Regions from separate parts of the Mus musculus genome. Here region 2 is linked to region 1. Evidence: chromatin contacts called from public ChIA-PET data. All regions are on one chromosome and are shown on one strand. Each heading gives the region's core, a stretch centred on a gene start, on an enhancer-like site or on the middle of the called end of the contact. The rest is flanking DNA. Distances are from core to core; before and after follow the strand shown.

Region 1 (2,700 bases), core at 62-2,561:
AGCCTGCTCTTGATAGTGAGTTCCAGGATAGCCTGGGCTATGAAATGAGACCTTATCTTGACAAAGAAGAAATAGTGGTCAGAGAGATTGCTCAGTGGAGTGGTTAGGAATGTTTGTTCCTCTTGAAGAGAATCTGAGTTCAGTTCCAAGCATCCATACTGGGCACTTTTCAACTATGTGTTACTCCAGATTTAGGGGATCTGATGACCACTTCTTGATTCAATGGACACCGCACTCATGAGTGCATACCTCCACACAGACACACCTAAGCACATATTAATAAAAACAAACAAGAAAGAACAGGCTATGGTAGTACATGACTAATTCAAACACTTGGGAAGTAAAAAGAGGAGAGTCAGGAGTTCAAACACCATTCCCCTCTCCATAGAGAGCTTGAGACCAGCCTGAGCTCTTCTCAGGATGCACAGCATATTGGTGGTAGTGTACCAATACCAATACCTGTCCCCAAACTCGGGGTCCAGAGACAGTTAAAAGTTCTAGCTGTACAAACATGAAAACCTGAATTTGATCCCTGGAACCCACGTAAACAAAAAAATGTTAAGATGTAGCACTCACATGGCAAGATGAGAGGCAGAAACCAGGGCCAGCTAGCTTAGAGACTAGAATTCTTGAAAGACCCTCAACAAGATGGAAATAAGTACCAGCTACCAAAATATGTCCTCTGTTCTAAACACAGACACACACACACACACACACACACACACACACACACACACAGGAGAGAGAGACAGAGACAGAGAGACAGACAGAGAGACAGACAGAGAGACACAGAGAGAGAACGCCCTTCGGAGTAAGCTGAACTCTTGAAACTACACATCCTAATAAGATATGTATAAAGGACAGCCTCAGCATTAAGTGCTGTTCTTATCAGACTTAAAAAAATAACTTATTTTAGCGTTTTAAAATGTAATTTTAAATTAGCATACAAAATATTAGGTGTCACTTTAGTGTTCTCAAAGTGCTTTAGCAGATTCTCCTCAACCATCTTCTCCACCCCTAATCTCTTGTAGCCTCCTCAACAAACTTTAACAATTTAAAATTACCATTGCTATTTATGGGTGAATATGGATGTATGTATGACAGGTACATATGTGAAGGTCCGAGGACAATTTTTAGGAGTTCTTTGTTTCCTCCCACCAAGTGGTTGGAGATTGAGCAAAGGCTGTCAGGTTTGGTGATAAATACCTTCACCTACTGGGCCATCTCTCCAGCTCCACGATTTTCTAAGAGTCAACCTTCCCCATATTTTATCTTTACATCTTTACATCTTATTCTGAGACATCTTTACGTCACTGCTTGTTATTTCCTGGGTGCCTTGCTGATGGGTGGAGGGGGCTGAACCATATGAACCTGTCTGAAATCATCCCTCCAAAGGGTTTTCATACCCAACACGACTCTCCCAGATATCACAAAGGCCAAGGGAAATAGTTGATAAGAGCAGGGCTTAAATAAGATTATTGGAGCTAATATTATTGCCAAATAATCCCAGTACAAATATTAGTTTGCACAACAGAGCTCACGAGTGTCCTTGCATGTGAGACGAAGCAGGATATAGTAGTAGTCAGCAGCTGCTGGACCACATGAAGGATGTGAGATCTGAGTAGCAATCAAGCTGCAGGCAGTGTGAGAAAACACAAGCACCAAGTTCCCAGGGTGTATGTGAACATGCAGCTTTTACAAAAAGGCATAGGGAGTGGGTGTGCAGTGTTGGTCTGCCATGCTCAGAGGAAACCAAATGCAAATTGCTATGCTTTGTAGAGGTCTTAGTTTCCAGTCTCCTTTTGTCAAGAAAGTAGAGACTTGCTGCAAGAGGCTGAGCACCAAGTGGGGGCCAAGGTTATTTAGTAGCTTGCTTTAGAGAAGGAGGTGGAATGCTCACCACAGCACTAACCAGAGGAAGTTGTCTGCTCCTCAAGGTCTTTTTGAGACTTCCGGTCTTTGCATCTGATGGAACAGTTTGCGCCAGAAGTGAGTCCTCACTTGAATCTTTCTGAAGACAGAGATGGAGAGGTGAGAAGGACTATGAATGATCAACAAACTGCATCCCATGCTGCCTTTGAGCTGCATGCTGACTAGGGGTGGAGGGGAGAGCAAGCTTTGCAAAAAGAAACACAAAGTGTTCGGTCAAGAACTGCTGAAGCGCCGGGCGTGGTGGCTGGCACACGCCTTTAATCCCAGCACTCGGGAGGCAAAGGCAGGCAGATTTCTGAGTTCGAGGCCAGCCTGGTCTACAAAGTGAGTTCCAGGACAGCCAGGGCTATACAGAGTAACCCTGTCTCGAAAAACAAAAACAAACAAAAACAAACAAACAAACAAAAAACAAACCAAAAACCAAACCAAAACAAAAAAAGAACTGCTGAAGCTAAATCCTGGCCTGCCATTTGAAAGCTTCTTGGGAAACTCCTTCCCTGCGAAATGGGAAGAATGTGATGCCTATTGACTGTGAGGGTGTCATAACATTCTCATTTTAATTTCTGCCATTTCTCCAGTTTCCAGGATTGCTTTAGCCTTCTTCCTGTATTCCTGTTTCCAAACAAAACTTAAATTCTGATTGTGTTTCTTGTTTTTTTTTTTTTTCTAAAGATCAAATTCTGATACCTAATCTTTTTCGATTTAAGTGACCATTCAAATGTTTTCCCAAATGCACATAAACAAATAAACACACACACGGGGGTGGGG
Region 2 (2,700 bases), core at 168-2,667, 460 kb after region 1:
AAAAAAAATCTTAGCGGATGCTCACAGTCATGCTCAAGGAGCACAGGGTCCCCAATGAAGGAGCTAGATCAAGGACCCAAGGAGCTGAAGGGGTTTGCAGTCCCATAGGAGGAACAACAATATGAACCAACCAGTACCCCCAGAGCTCCCAGGGACTAAACCACCAACCAAAGAAAACACATGGTGGGACTCGTGGCTCTAGCTGCATATGTAGCAGAGAATGGACCAGTTGGCCATCAATAGGAGGAGAGGCCTTTGGTCCTGTGAAGGTTCTATACCCCAGTATAGGGGAATGCCAGGGCCAGGAATGGGAGTGAGTAGATTGGGGAGCAGGGGAGGAGGGAAGGGATAGGGGATTTTCAGAGGGAAAACTAGTAAAGGGTTAGATGTAAATAAAGAAAATATCTAATAAAAAAATCTAAAAAATAATCTAAGGAAGGAAGGAGAGAGGGGGGGGGAGGGAGGAAGGGAGGGAGGGAGGGAGGGAGGGAGGGAGGGAGGGAGGGAGGAAGGAAGACACACAGCAGCATGGGCCAGACAGTGTGTCTTGTTACCTCCTATACCTGGACAAGTCGTAAAGCTACCCTAAAACACAGGGGAGAAAAGTTCTTGTTTCTGCACAGGACAAAGTTTAATAACAAACATTCTGATGTTCTTTCTCTCAGTAGTATGAAAAAGCTCAAAGGTTAGTTGGCTGTTATCTATGTGATGAAAACCTTTTACGTTGACAACTGCTAGGAAGTACACACTGTGTGGTTTTGCTTCCACAGCCTTAAAACACTCAGCAAACCTGTCAGTAGAATTATGAGGATACTGAGACTTACAAAAATGTTAAATTATTAAGCTCTTCAACAATGCAAATGCACTCTTAGTGTTCCACTGAGAGCCATTAGCTTTTGAAAGCCTCCTACCCACACGTTCCTGCGCTCTCCTACCCCTGCACCCCTACACACACACACACACACACACACACACACACACACACACACACACACACGATCTCAGACTTGAGGAAAAAGAAAAACGGATCTAAAATGGACCTGATGGGGTCCTTGCTGTCAGCGCAATCTCAACACCCACCTGCCCCACAGTCCTCTGCTCCAGGCATCGTTCAGAGGCACAATCTTCCTCACTTGTCAGCACAGAGTTTTCTCCTTTTCTGGTCCCCGGAGTCCAGACCTAGGGTGATCTGAGCCCCATAGACCTACCTTTACAGCAGTGTATTCTTCGTGGACTTTTCCAAAGAAGTTTTCCACACACTCACCCATGTAGCCCTTCCACCTGGTGCCTAGCTGGTGCCACCCTCTAGAGTTAAGAGCCTCAAAGCTTAGATGTAACTTGACCTGTGTCCTGAGCAACCTGCTGCGCAGGCGCGCTCAGAGCTCTCCGCGGTTCCGTTCCCTTGGCAACGTAGTACACAGAGCTAATCCTAGCACCCTGCAGGATGTGCTTCAGCAGAATAGGTAAGGAGAGTAGCAGAGATTTACAGAGCAGACAGCAGAAGAAGGGTAAGAAGAGCAGGAGAGATGAACACGGAGGAAATACCGGTTGCTCCTCCGCTCCGTGGAGTTACACCTGCTTTACAATGTAAGAGTTGGCAGCACGGTCCCCTTGCCCCATGCTTCCCTCCACCCACGTGCTCACCTGGAGTTTCTTCTCTTGATCTTTAGGGAAGGTGAATAATTACTCCTTTGGAACACGTCAAGCGAGGAAACTCTTTCCTCACTACCATCCCCCAACCTGGCTGGGGAACCTGTATCTCCCTCTTAGGGGAATGCCCCACACAGGCCCTGGGTGTTATGCAGCAGCAACAGATGTAAGTATTCACTTCCCCTTGGGTGGGACTCAGTTTCCTGTCTACAGCAGGATGCATAGGTGTTCTGGGAGAAAAACTGCTCTATGTGTAACTTTAATTTCTGGGTCCCAATATGAGACAAGCTGTAGAGCCTATGTGTAAACTACGATAGTTCGCCACTTTCCATCCCCCACTAAACGCAAGCTTGTCTTCATATAATCCCTTCCCTGTCTTCACTTCCAGCGCCCTCTTGAGCTGTCAGTCAGTACAATCTTCAGGCTGACTCTTCCATAAAAGTAAATTCAGTTGTTGACAGCTCTAAAGACTGAAGCCATTGGGATACACAGAAATTCATGTGTTTGTCTGTCCAGCCACACCTCTTTGCAAAGTCACTTGTGTCATTTGTTGAACTCTATGCTTTTGACTATAAAAGAACCAAGACAAGGTGGGGGAAGGCCATGTCTTGCAGAGAAGTTTACACATTCTGTATTCACTCCACTTTGAAGGCCGTTCTAGGATTGTGTTACTAATTCTGATGCTTTTCTTCTTTCTCCACCCCACCCCACCACCGCACCACCACCACCCCAACCCCACGCCCACCCCACCCCCCACCCCACCCCGCCTTCGTTCTCTTCCTTCCACTGGAAGTGGAATGGTTTGGCATATAATCTATCGAAAGTCCCAACCAGTACGAAAGGCTATGCTATTGGAGCCAGGACAGCTGTGAGGTTTAAGCCAATCAGCAAGGTAATGTTCTGGGATTGTTCTGGGTGGATCATGTGGCAACATAAATTTATGTTGAGACATTAACACAGGTAGATGATTGGGAAGCAGGGAGAAAAGCCCTTCACTAAAGAAATGGATCCAAAGCAAGGTTTTAATAACCAAAAGTTGAAATTGAGAAC

What was found. ChIA-PET counts read pairs in DNA pulled down with a chosen protein or histone mark.
Region 2: a contact with region 1 is called in an RNA polymerase II ChIA-PET map of memory CD8 T cells, with 114 read pairs. The contact joins the promoter of Pifo here to the enhancer-like site in region 1. A contact is called at or near these places in 20 of 39 promoter capture datasets (the 3T3-L1 cell line, the C10 cell line, the HPC-7 cell line and 12 more), 1 of 15 datasets of contacts at CTCF or cohesin (the NIH/3T3 cell line), 44 of 484 Hi-C or Micro-C datasets (the 3T3-L1 cell line, 3T3-L1-derived adipocytes, the AML12 cell line and 33 more), 9 of 115 datasets of contacts at active chromatin or transcription factors (T-cell acute lymphoblastic leukemia, bone marrow-derived dendritic cells, effector CD8 T cells and 5 more) and 3 of 9 other capture datasets (adipose tissue, liver and pancreatic islet).

Annotation. Positions count from the first base shown.
Region 1 is chr3:106,461,327-106,464,026 of GRCm38.p6, reverse strand. No RefSeq gene overlaps it. Among named protein-coding and RNA genes, the nearest start is that of 2010016I18Rik, 23 kb to the left of the region's middle. Within about 2 kb of position 1,311, at least 74 of the 459 cell types and tissues checked have an H3K27ac peak or open chromatin away from gene starts, as enhancers often do. A contact at or near this core is called in B cells, CD4 single positive thymocytes, CD8 T cells and 10 more, where this site is marked.
Region 2 is chr3:106,000,214-106,002,913 of GRCm38.p6, reverse strand. It overlaps Pifo (primary cilia formation), which reads left to right and starts at 1,417. Exons shown (of 6, transcript NM_029604.3): 1 at 1,417-1,587; 2 at 1,671-1,816; 3 at 2,444-2,542. The coding sequence starts at 1,527.